3 separate regions of the Triticum aestivum genome follow, and all the other regions are linked to region 1. Evidence: chromatin contacts called from public Hi-C data. All regions are on one chromosome and are shown on one strand. Each heading gives the region's core, a stretch centred on a gene start, on an enhancer-like site or on the middle of the called end of the contact. The rest is flanking DNA. Distances are from core to core; before and after follow the strand shown.

Region 1 (4,161 bases), core at 1,563-4,062:
CCGGCATATTGTATGCCTGTCCTTCAGAGTATGAACGTGATATGTGCTCCACTAAACATACAAGTTTCTAATTATTTAAAAAAAATACAAGTTTCCCTCAACAACAACAAAATTTGAAAGGACAAGATGGAATGAGTTGATGTAACTTTCGTTTTTATCTGAGTCCTTTCATTGTTTATTTTTTCGCACAATGTTTTTTCACGAGAAGTTTTTGTTTGTATAATTTTCTTCGATTTATATTTTTCAATTATAAACAATCTTCAGGGCCATTAATTAAAAAAACAAGAGCTAGAGAGAGCAGAAATCGCAAAACATATTTATAAGTTAGAAAAATCTGAAAATAATCTTGCATGTATATGGATGTATTCTAAACAGTTGCAAACTATCATTTGGATACTTCAACATGTGAGCTACGTACATAAGATGAATTTTTGGTTTTGTGACAACAAACAGTGTATGTATTGTTTGGCATTCTTAGACTCGTATGTTTATATTTACTAGCAAGATGATCGTGCATTGCACGGAACATCAATATGCATTTTTTTTTACAAAACACCTGTTGTGATTGACCCATGCAGAAGTAATCACATGTGTAAAAACGAATAATATCTCAAGAATTTTATCGGAAAACTGGTATCTCGATAATTTTATCGAAAAAAATGAAAGATGAGAGATAAGGTGAGCAGGAGTGGAGCGTGGTGGTGACTGGTGGTCGGACTGGGCGGAGGCATGGGGATGGACGGCGCTGGCAGGCGGCAGCGGCCATCATGCTAGATTGTTCCAGAGACTTTCTTTTTTAATTGCTCAACAATGAGGTTGTGGGAGATAAGGACGATGAACGAGGCAATGCCTTGTCTATAAATGTGGAGAGAGGTGCGGATATCTTTTGTAAAATTGTCATAGTTTGCTTTCTATCCGTCAGATATAGATCGAACGGTCTATATTACAAGATAGCAAGCACACCATCATCACCAACTCGTTTTTTTATAAGAGTAGAGATATGTGTAATGTACACATATAAAAAGACATCATATATCACATTCATGTACTATTGGTGCCTCCAACTGGACAATTCTTGGCGATAGGAGTCATCGAGATGGACAATTGTAGCTACATGAGTCACATTGATGGTTGATCGCGTAGGGAGTGACAAGCTTGCAGAGAGGAAATAGTCCAATACTGCTCTCCAGGGTAATCAAATTGTTCAGCTGTACCGAAACGTCATACGCCAGTTTGGACGTCAGCAGTAGGAGTAGCAGTAGCAGTGGCAGCAGAGAACAACCCAGGGCGGTAGCTTAGCCGTTGGAAAGAAGGGAAACAGCTACTCGAGGGACGATAGAGTGAGTGAAGTTGTGGGAGACAAACCACGCGTGCGGCGGTGAACCATCGACGATAGAACAGTGAGTGAAGTTGCGGCACTGAAACCTAGACGGAGGGATGGGTGAGAATCAGATCACATCACATCACACGGCTCGACTGTTGAAGCCATCCCGTCAGGCCAGCGACCACCCACGGCCTCATGCCACAGGGCACGGCACGGCACGGTCGTGGGGCAGCAGCGGCCGGGGGGTGCTCGGGTGCGGCCAGCGATGCGAGATGAGAATGGGGGAGACCCTACGTAGAGTACGTGCGCGCGTGGAATGGGGGACACGGAACATGGCCGAAGCAGCAGCAGGATCGATCGGCCCGGCCCTGGTGGAAAACGCCGATCGACCAGCAGCCCTACTGGTCCACTCGCTCGCAGACTCGCACCCCCACCCTCGGCTCCGATCCTAGGGGAGCCCCACCATCTGCTCCTGTTCCTCCGCCCCATGGGCTGGCGCTGCGTGTCGCTTCCTTCTCGTCAACCATGCATAGTGTGGCAGTACAATCGCGGGTCTGCACCTACCACCAGGCCGAGACTACCGTCGGTGACTACCAAAGCCTGATCTAACCGGTTGCCCACCGAGTTGCCCGGGCAAAGGCGACGCGCCACTGCGACCGCCAGCGCGCGCGGTGCCCCGCAACCGCGGCGGTACTGTAGCACGGTTGCGTCCACGAGAACGCTGCGAAGCGCCAAAACTGCGCTGCTGCTTGGGACTACGACTCGGAGACCCGGACAGCCCAGCGAGAGTTTGAGAGGATGCAGGCGAGAGCAAGCAAGTTCTTGTTCTCTTGTCACTCCGGTCGCCTCGTCTCATCATCTCATCTCGTCTGCCCCCTCCTCGATCTGATTCTGACCTCTCTCCCTCCCATACTACAAAACATCACGTAATTAAGAGATCGCTTATCACCCACCATAGCCATACCAATCGACGCCCGTCTCAGCCCAGCCGCGCTCGAACGTTCACGGAAACTGATCACCGCGCTAGTTAGCTTGGCCCCCCTCGTTTTATCTGAATTTTTGATAAGCTGGCGGATGCACCACCACCTTTCACTCCCCGCCCCGGGCCGCTATATTTCCATTCCAGTCACCCTCAGAAATGAATTTGCTCTCCCTTCTTTCAGCGACACGACACGACCCGTCGCAACCGCGGCAGATGCTTTCGGATCGACTGTGAGGCCAACCTCCATCTCCAGCCTAGCTAGATCCATTTTTCTTCCAAAAAAGCGATGATTAGCACAAATAGAGCGGCAGCACGACCGACCCGGTGTATGGTGCCCATTGACACGCCATTACGGCCAGGTCCCCGCTCGCGCTAGCTTTGGTAGCACCTGTAATCTTTCCTGCATGCGACGTCGCCGTCGCCGTCGCCGTCGAGGAGGAGGAGGAGGGGTGGAATCAATCTTGGCTATGCTTTGTCTAAGCGTGAGTGGGGGCTGCAAAGGACAGAAGGTGCTCCCGCGTCCAATCAGCGGAAAATGCTCTTGTCATGAGCCTCTTGGACTCTCCTGGCGAGGACACTAGTTTATCTCCGAGGACTAGCTAGCCTGATGCCAATTCGGCGCGTGACAACAATTCAACAGATGCAAAAAACAATTAGGCTTGTGCATGCACTTTGCTATCAGAAGAGGGTAAAAATCCACATATGGTAGCATATTTTTACCACTTAGAGAAGAACTCATGTTCGTGTGTCTGCTCCTAATTAAGTACTGCCAGGGTAAGTTGGCTTTGTTATTCCTGGGAAAATCCCCGCGAAAGGTGCGTGAAAGTGATGCATCACCTTAGAAACAGTGAAAAGCTAGCGGTATGGAAGAGGGAGCGGGAGAAGAGGCTAGACACGTTTTTTATTTTCTCTGAGTGGATGAGATTGTGACAAAAAAAGGCTTCTTCTTCTCTCTTTTTTTGTGAAAAAAGGCTTCTTTTCTACGGGAATATTTAGGCAATGTACTGATCAACATACTGTTCAACAAACTTTAAATCTTGTTGTCCGCCACAATCAATTCCATGAATTAATTTCCATACGAAAGGAATGATCATCCGCATTCGACTGGTTTTTAATTTCACCAATGAACAATCAAGGAAATGGATGCTAGTTTGATCATTATACTCATCATCTAATTATATATTCCATCCTTTACGGTTTATAAGGACCACATATATCCATAGATCAACAATTCGATCAAGATAATACGAATTGTATATCACGAAAAATATACAGTTATTCCATCCGTCCACACACATATATATAAGATGTTCTAACTTTTTTGAATCGGATGTATATAGACATGTTTTAGTGTGTTTATTCACTCATTTAAGTTTGTATATAGTTCATAATAAAATGTCCAAAACATCTTATATTTCTGAACGGAAAGAGTAGAAAATTATGCATTGTAGTTTCTAATGATATTATTATGTGATATATAACTCATATCACGTTGGTCAAAATTATCAATCTAAGGATATGTGTGGGCCCTCAAACGGGAGAGGAGGTACTATCACATATTAAGTCCAATTCATCATCTACAAAGTCTGAGCGAAGACCATGTTAATTTTGCAAACATGACACTCAAGTGTGGCAAGTTTATATAAACAAGGTCATCCAAACAGATCGCGGGGTCAAAGTGGCTGCCTTGACCACGGCTAAGTACATATAACTTTTCTGTAATAAATATTAAATTGTGCATTTCTTGTTGTGCGTTCCTACCTGGGCCTACGCAACTAGGAAGAAGACGGGAAAGAAAGTTAAATTTCATACCCCTGAAAGAAATTAAACTGCATATATCTTGCCTTGCGTCGAT
Region 2 (4,311 bases), core at 1,546-4,045, 140 kb after region 1:
GGGGATTAGGCAAGGAGATCCGATATCACCATACTTATTCTTACTAGCTGCAGAGGGGCTCTCATGCTTGCTGAAACGAGATGAAGTAGTTTCAGCCGGAATAAAAGTGGCACCGGATGCACCTCTTGTTAATCATCTTCTTTTTGCAGACGATAGTATCCTGTTTATGAAGGCCACGGTAGATGGAGCAAATTGGGTGCAGAACTCGGTAAGGAGATATTGTGATGCATCGGGACAAAGGGTCAATTTGGCTAAGTCCTCCATTTATTTTGGAAAAGGGTGCCGAGAGGATAGGAGATTGGTGATAAAGCAAGTACTCCAAGTTGAGAAAGAATCTCTCAATGAGAAATACTTGGGTTTACCCGCAGATGTTGGGAGACAGAAAAATGGTGTTTTTGGATATTTGAAAGATAGGGTGTGGAAGCGCGTGCAGGGATGGATTGAGAAAACCCTTGCTACTGCAGGCAAAGAAATTCTGATTAAGTCCCTTGCGCAATCAGTACCGACATATTCGATGTCATGTTTCAGGCTCCCAAGAGGATTGTGACAACATATTACTTCGCTAATTAGAAATTTTTGGTGGGGAAGCAAGAAGGGAGAAAGGAAAACTGCTTGGGTTTCCTGGGATGAAATGTCAATGCCGAAATACATGGGAGGCCTAGGATTCCGCGATATGGAGATCTTCAACCTATGTTTACTTGCTAAGCAGGCGTGGCGAGTGCTCCAGAATCCTAACTCGCTTAGTGCTCGCATCCTGAAGGCAAAGTACTTTCCTCAAAGCTCATTCTTGTCGGCTGAACTAGGGGGATCACCGTCACAGGTATGGCGAGGCATATGTGATGGAAGAGATATCCTTATTCAGGGACTTATAAAGCGCATTGGAGACGGAACGTCCACACGGATTATGGAAGATAACTGGATCCCACGTGATCATTTGCTGCAGCCTGTGTGTATGCAAGCAAGAAACCCACCTGAGTTTGTGTCGGAGTTAATGGTGGAGGCCACTCGCAGTTGGGACCTTGATAGATTACGTGCAAACTTCCTTCCCATGGATGTTGAAGCTATACGACGCATTCCGATCAGCCATATGCAGCAGCCAGATTTCTGGGCTTGGCACTTTGAGAAACATGGACAGTTTTCAGTCCGATCTGCTTATAGAATGATTATGGAAAAGAAGCGGAAGCGTGAAGCATGGATAGATAAGGCGCCACAAACCTCTAATAGAGAATATGAGCAAGCAGGTTGGAAGAGGCTTTGGGGTGTGCTATTGCCACCGAAACTGAAGATCTTTGCCTGGAGACTTGCACGTTCGTCTATACCTACAGGCGAGGTAAGGCATCATCTCCATATGGCAACTACAGCGGCTTGTGTGTTCTGCGGCGCGGCAATTGATACTTGGAGGCATTCTCTCCTAGACTGTAATATGGCCCGAGCAGTCTGGGCTATTTCTGATCACGAGTTGTACTCGTCCATCGTTATAGACGAAACACCGGATGCTAAGCTATGGCTCTTTGAGCTGAGCAGAAATTTGGAGCCGGAAATTTTTGCACGGATGCTGGTGATTATGTGGGCAGTTTGGTGGGCAAGAAGAAGGGCGATCCATGAGGAGGAATTTCAAGCTCCACTGTCTACGCATGCATTTGTCACAAGGTTTATGGCTGACGTAGTAGATGCACGAATAAGGAATCGTCAGTTGAAAAAGGCCGGAGGAAGAATCCTTGTTCCTTCAATTTGCTGGACACCTCCTGCTACGGGCGTAGCCAAGATACATGCCAATGGTGGATTATCTAAAGATCGGCAAGTGGGAGCAGCAGCAGCTGTATGCCGCAACGACCAAGGCATCTTTCAAGGTGCTTCGGCTGTGGTGCAAGCTGGAATGACGGATCCTGAAGCCCTCGAAGCACAATCAATATGTGAAGCTATGGCTTTGGCTGCTGACCTACAGGTTTCTAGAGTGCTTATAATATCAGACTGCTTAAATGTCATCAAAAACATTAACTCAGGCAACAGAATGACAGCTTATGGTGCTATCCTGAAAGAAGTAGATAGGCGGAAAGATAGCTTTCAGATGGTCAGTATCGACCACGAACGACGAGAGTCAAATAGGGATGCTCACGCTCTAGCTAAATATGCAGCCTCCTTGCGTAGGGGTAGACATGTCTGGTTCACAGAGCCTCCAGACCCGTTTTGTATCCCTGTAAACATTAATATGCAATAAAGCTCTCCCGTTCCCTCAAAAAAAAAAATCTGAACTCCGTCCGAGTCTGAGGTGAAGCGAAACCATGCGAAACGAACACGGACACGCACCACGCCGGTATGTCTCTGCTCTACCACGGCCGAGAGAATCGCCGTCGACCGGCGAAGGGGCCTCGACTCCGTCGTGGTCGAACAAGAGAGCAAAAACTGGAACCGTAGACCTCCGGTGGCCACCGATGAGCAACAGTCCAGGGACCAAAGATGCCGCACCGATTGCGGTGGTGGAGCAGCGCGCGCGAGCTTCTTTACCAGCTGCGGTGGTGCCCAGCGCTGATCCCTCTCCGGATCCCGGCACAATTCCAGCAGCGAAGAAAATTGAGGCTAGGCAACTGGCAGAGGGGGACGTGTTTCTTCTCAGCGAGGTCCCAACTCCCAAGCGACCGAGAAAGGCGACGCGCACAAGATCAGGCGGTCCGTGCGCTGCCCTCCACGCGACGGTGGCGGGCGGGCCCGGCGACTGCGGACGTGGTGCATGTGAGACAAGACATCCGTGGCAGGAGACTCTGCGCGCGGGCCCGGCCTCTTCGCCCGGCGAAATTACGCCGCCGCCCCCCATGGCTCTTCTCGGCGCGGTTGCTGGCTCCGGTCACTTCCGTCCCGTTCATACTAGTACTGCGCCGTAAAAATTACACGTGCGGCCGCTCAAGATTACACGCGCACGCAAACCTCGGCGATCGCGTGCAACCAGACAAGACGGCCGGGCCCATGTCAATTTTTTGACGGCACCCATGTCATGTTTTTTCTTCTTTTTTTTCCTGAGCCCTTACCGGTTTCCACACGAAAGCATGCAAAAGCGCGAAGCGTACGTGACGGCATGTGTTTGCCGCTTCGGCCGGAACGGCCAAATTGGCTACCTGCTCTCTTCTTCTTCAACTTTTTTTTCTTTTTTTTTATAAAAATTTTCAATCTATTCATCTTCAAATATGGCAGTACAACGAATACCAGAAATAATAAAAATTACAAGCAGATTCGTAGACCACCTAGCGACGACTACAAACACTGAAACGAGCCGAAGATGTGCCTCCGTCATCACCCCTCCATCGCTGGAGTCGGACACAACTTGTTGTAGTAGACAGTCGGAAAGTCGTCGTGCTAACGCCCCGTAGGACCAGCGCACCAGAACAACAATCATCGCAGATGAAGAATAACGTAGATCGAAAGGATCCAATCCGAAAACACATGAACGTAGACGAACAACGACGAGATCCGACCAAATCCATGAAAGATAGATCCACCAAAGACACACCTTTACACGCTCACCAACGATGCTAGACGCACTGCCGGAACGGGAGCTAGGCGGTGAGACCTTTATTTCATCTTCAGAGAGCCGCCGCCGTCTCGTCTTTTTAAGTAGGACACAAACCCAAGCAAAACTGAACGAAACAACTAAAATCCGAGCCCTCCCGCCGGCCCTTGCCGAGATCCACCACGCCCCCATGGCCCTAGGGCCACCGGAAAAGAGGCGGACCTACAGCGGCGCCGGCGAGAGGCAGAAACTCTAGTTTTTATGAAGAAGTAGGTGGCGGCGGCTATTTCACCTTCTTTTCGACGGAGAGAGATGTTTACCGATCGAAACGAATTCTCTTACTCGTACCAAATGTGGTTGTTTTCATGTGCTAATTATGTGAAAAAGAAACACGAGTGTAAATGTCGATCCAGTGGGACTAGATACGCGGCAGGATATTTTTATAAACGAAAAGAGATAGTCGTTGTGCCACGGTCCACGTATACTGTGAGAACGACACCTTTTTTTTAGGGGAGAGAGCGACACTCTCATGGAAGGTGGCTAGGCTACGTAATTACAACAATAACAAACAATAAACTGTATATATAAAGTATACATCGCTATATCGCATATATAGTTATACTATACGGCATGGTCCTCCGGCAGCTCCTCTCCGTCGGTGACCCCGATTGTCGGTGGTAAGGAGGGTCGGCGGATTCACATGTCTGGATAGTTTTAAGCCAAAAAAGTAGCTTAGTGTTTGATAGCACATGTCTGTTCATTGTGAGAGCGACGTTTACTATATGAAACGGGACGGATATCTACCACAC
Region 3 (4,752 bases), core at 1,091-3,590, 210 kb after region 1:
GGGGGATATACGGAATCCCGTAAAAAAATCAGGTTTACGGGAGTTGGTTGAGGTCTATATTTAACTCAACTCCCCTTAAACAGTAGTTTTTTTAGAGATAAGGGAGCTATTGAATATGTTCTTACTCTCCTCGCTATCCTGATCTAATAAAACCTTACTCCATCCTTTTATATATCAACACAAAGCATAGTTAGCTACTATTCGTGTACATTTGATTCATGTTTGGCTGTTATCCGACTTTAACAATCTTCCCATCCTACCCAACCCGCACATACGTATAAGGATAAACTTTGGACTGGACATCAACATAGTTTTCCAAATATAGCTTTGGCAATTAATTTAGATCATACTTCTTTCGTTCCCTAATGTAGTGTCTATAGATTTTTTTAAAGCCATTCACAAACTTTGATCAAGTTTATTTCTCTACAAACTTTGTCAAAGTTCATAATTTTGACTTCTCAAAAAAATATATAGATACTACATTACCAAAACAGAAGGAGTATGATTTTTTTTACAGAATCTCAAATGGTGTGTTCTGAAAAGTACTTCCATGACAAATTTACATGTACGGTTTTCAGACAACACACTGCAATATTTGAACAGATACTAACTAGTACTAGCAATTTATATTTTGTGGCTCTACCCATGCGTAAAACTAGTAGTACATCCTCTTCCCCCCAAAAAAACCCAGTAGTACAGCCTTTTCAAGACCGGAGGGGGTGCTAGGCACTAGGATGACCTTAATTGGCAGATTATGGGTTAGTTTGGATGGTATCCACGTTCAATCATGCCTGGCCTGGAGCCTGTCTGAAGTGTGCCTGGGTGGTATTTGGTTGTTGCCCTGAAAATTTGAGTGCTAGCCTGGCCTGTTGATAGGACAACTTGATTAGCCTGGAGTATAAACCAGGCATCCTACTTAGGGCTCCTTTGATTCAAAGGAATTCTATAGGATTTCTAGAGGATTGAAATCCTGAGGAATTTTTTCTATGTTGGCCCTTTGATTCATAGGATTGGATCCCATAGGAATTTTTTCTATGGAATCTTTTGTACTATATTTCATGGGAAACCTAACATCCACTCAAACCTCTTTTTACATTTTCTTTGTTTTCCATGTAACATCAAACACTCCTTTCTAATCCTATAGGATTCAAGTTGACATGCCATCTCAATCCTATACTTTTTCTATTCTTACATTTTCAAAATCCTACGAATCAAAGAGGCCCTTAATCTGGACCAGGCACGGGAAGAGGGACGCCTGGGTGTGCCTGCCGCCATGCCTGGTAATATTATACTATTTCTTTTGCGTACAAGTGATGGGATGGGTTTCTTTTATGTACTAATCATACTGCAAAGTAGCAGCACTTCCAGGATGCAAGCCAAACGCATCCGTGCGAGGCTAGCCTGGCCAGGCGAATTTTTCAAACAATCCAGGCTGGATTCAGGCAGGGGTCCTCTCGAGGCATAGTGTCCAGGCTTTGAACCAAACTGCCTATATATATGGGAACATCAAACAAATATGGGAAAGAGTACAGAGAACAATGGAATATGAGAATCAAAACTTTTTTCCCGGCGCAAAGACCTTTTTTTTGGCGATGGGTAGATTTCAGTAGATCATAGTCTGGTGAGGTGACCGATTAACATATACTCGTTGAACGCCTCCTGTCAAGAGATTCCCTCTGGCCCTATGAATTGCAGGAAATTGTAAAAACTATTAGATGAAAAAATATTTATCTATTGATCTAAGTTTACTTTGAATTCTTTATGCTCTACGGTTTATTGACTACAAGTCAACACAGTAGTATACAAATGCACATTGGACTTTGCGGGACAAATTCTCTTGAAAACAAGACAATTAATAGTTCATTCATATTTAAAGCTCGAAATAGATGGATTGGCTACGCCACAGCAAGTTCGTGGGTCTCCTCACCACACAACAACACACGCTACTTAACTACAAAAACGTCAAATTGCACTTGAAAAGTCCAAGCAGCAAGCCTGTAGAATAATCCATCTCTGCAAGAGCATCAGACTGTCAGCAATGCACAAAATAGTGTATCCCATACTGGCCAAGACTCTAGCCAACTCAAAGCTACTCCGACACACCGTGATTCCTGGATTACACACGGCTAATAAACAAACCCTAACATCATCATTGCACGTCGCTCGCTCGCATCCAGGTCGATCCAAGGATCCAATGAAATGATAACGCCGGGGTTGGCGTCAATCGGCATCAACGGGTTAACTACGCGCCCCGAGCCCGGCCAAACGGAGACAGGGAGAGGACTCGCACTGTGGACTACACAGACTCTAGGGTTTTGTCCGCGCCAAACGGCGCGTCGGCGACCGGCCATGCGCGGGTGCATGCACCGCACCGGCCTGCCGATCAGACCGCCCTATAGTATACTCGAGCGCGCTTTTCATATACGCGAAGGAGGCGTCGGGTCGGGTCGCGTCTCTCGCCGTCGCCGTCCATGGGTGGCCATGGCCAGGGGAGGGCGTATGCGTGGTGCTTAATTTGAGTCCAGGAAGAATCTGCTGGTTAGTAATCTAATCAACCTTTCTTATCGCCGCTAACCTAGGCTGATTAGTGCACTAACGAAAGGAAGGGCTGAGGGCGAGGGTGACAGCGCCGGCGAGTGAAAGCAACTCCGGCGGACGGATCCAAAAGTTGTGGGGGAAAAACACGCCGCTACGCGTACCACCGGTGGATTGGAACACGCGCGCATGCGATATGAGCTCAGTCGCCGGTGGAATTAATCTATTCGTTCAAGTGGCCGCCACTTTGCCAGTCTACTCGACTTGGATTTGAAATTGTGCTCTGTTCGGAAGGAAATGTATCCGCTTTCCAACAAGTTATGGGCTATCACCGTATCACGCCAGTGTCTTTCCCCGGATAATAATATTTGTGACAACCATGGAGCCGTAGCTCTAGGGTCTGTGCGTGGGATACATACTATACGATGGGGAAAAGAGGAAGATGGAGGATGCATTGTAAAATTATATATAGCTAGTACATCAGGTCAATAAACTACGCTGATTTATATGTAACAAACTAATGCGACATATTGTTTTCTTTTATATGGTTGAAGTGACGGGAGTATGACAGAAAATGGGATTGTCTATTACTCTCTCTATGTATAGTATATCTACAAGATATGGGCCAAAATTTTCTAAATGCAGGTACATCTGAACCCAACAGTCGTATGCGACTGAGAAATACATTCTTTATTGAGCAAAAAAATAAAACAAAGAAGAAATGCTTCAAGTTAAAATATGTTTGAAGAGTTTTGCTTCGGTACACCCCCTTCCTGTTCGAAAACAACCGTGCACGTAGAGGATTATATAGATACAAACATGGGCATGCAAAATTTAAAACTCAAACATCCATGCATGATGCATGCCGTGACCTGTAAAAGTTTGATGAAGTGAACAAGGAACGGTGCAAGCCAGTCACCGCATCTTGCGATGGTGAAAAAAGAAATTGCACGAGCGGCATGCACTCCCAGCTTCGGTCGCCGCAGCATGATTCCACGAAGAGTCGAGGCCGACCAGGTGCATGGGTCGCATGTTCCTCCGTGGTTTCTGGCGCGCGATACACCCGCCCGCTAGCCGCGCGCAGTCGTCCGCGCCCCTTGATCCGGACGGAAGGGCCACCGAAAGCGAGCTACCCTGGAGCACGGCCGTGGAGGGAGGGAGGGCCGGCCGCATGCAGCAAGGTCAACCAATACAGTCACCGTCCATGGAACTCACAGAATCAGCACAAAGCGCAGCGCTTGCGCCTATGCCTCGCCGTGTGCGTGCACATCCGGACATCCCACATCACATCGAAGGGCACTAGCCACCCACCGAATCCATCTAGCCCTAGCCAGCCCCGCATGGTGCGGCGGGCACCGTGCCACTGTGGCGACGCGAGCACGGGGGGCACCTCCATTGACCCCGGGCCGGCCAGCCAGCTCCGGTCCCCCGCTCTCTAGGCCTTTCACTATGTAGGCTAAAAGAGGTGCCAAATTCACCTTTTCTTAGTTTGGCACCCAATCCTTCCATTGCCCCAGCCGGTGCCATAAATTTTTTTGTGAGAACCGGAGCAAATAGTTGCTCCGATGCCCAGCTGATGCCAAATGCAGAAAGTAGTAAACAATTAGCTCATGGCCCGCCTGCAGAAGGTGAAGGAAACTCACGTGAATAGAGTTCTGAATCCCGTTTTTAGCAGGCTGCATATGCAACATAGTGAGCCCGGTGCCAAATAAAATCTTAAGGGCAGCGCTGCCCAGTTGGTAATATTTTAATGTCTTGGGCACCGACTACATAGTGGAAGGCCTAAATCGCCGCTCACATGCGCGCGCTCGTCGTCCCGGGGCACTGCATCTGCGCCTACCCTAAAAATACATGGTCGATGGATGGGGAGGTAGATGCAGCAGGCGGCAGAGGCACATGCACGAGGCCGACAGGGAATCCGAATCGATTGGAGCAGGTAGATATTTCGATGACACCCAGCCAATGCAAGCCGGACGCTTGTGTACATACATGTAAGCTACGCTACGCGTCAACGTGTACAGATAGCGATAGGCGCTGGCTGGCTGGCAGGCAGGCAGCGTGCTCGCTGACGATTCCTTGTGCTCATCTCGTGCACGAGATGCTCGATCGGCCGGGCTTGTGTTGTATGTATTGTAGTACCAAGTACATGCACCAGCAACCTAATTCGCCTAAAAACAATCAATCTAATCGTAGTTGCCGTCAGTACTTGCTTGTCTG

The links. A called contact is a pair of places that touch in the nucleus more often than the background predicts.
Region 2: a contact with region 1 is called in a Hi-C map of leaf, with 4 times the contacts expected there. The contact joins two enhancer-like sites. A contact is called at or near these places in 1 of 5 Hi-C or Micro-C datasets (leaf) and 1 of 1 datasets of contacts at active chromatin or transcription factors (leaf).
Region 3: a Hi-C map of leaf shows a contact between it and region 1, with 4 times the contacts expected there. The contact joins two enhancer-like sites. A contact is called at or near these places in 2 of 5 Hi-C or Micro-C datasets (both in leaf).

What each region holds. Positions count from the first base shown.
Region 1 is chr6A:524,721,467-524,725,627 of IWGSC CS RefSeq v2.1, reverse strand. No RefSeq gene overlaps it. Among protein-coding and RNA genes, the nearest start is that of LOC123130904, 6.9 kb to the left of the region's middle. Within about 2 kb of position 2,812, at least 7 of the 8 cell types and tissues checked have an H3K27ac peak or open chromatin away from gene starts, as enhancers often do. A contact at or near this core is called in leaf, where this site is marked.
Region 2 is chr6A:524,581,390-524,585,700 of IWGSC CS RefSeq v2.1, reverse strand. No RefSeq gene overlaps it. Among protein-coding and RNA genes, the nearest start is that of LOC123128272, 41 kb to the right of the region's middle. Within about 2 kb of position 2,795, at least 8 of the 8 cell types and tissues checked have an H3K27ac peak or open chromatin away from gene starts, as enhancers often do. A contact at or near this core is called in leaf, where this site is marked.
Region 3 is chr6A:524,512,944-524,517,695 of IWGSC CS RefSeq v2.1, reverse strand. No RefSeq gene overlaps it. Among protein-coding and RNA genes, the nearest start is that of LOC123128272, 27 kb to the left of the region's middle. Within about 2 kb of position 2,340, at least 1 of the 8 cell types and tissues checked has an H3K27ac peak or open chromatin away from gene starts, as enhancers often do. A contact at or near this core is called in leaf, where this site is marked.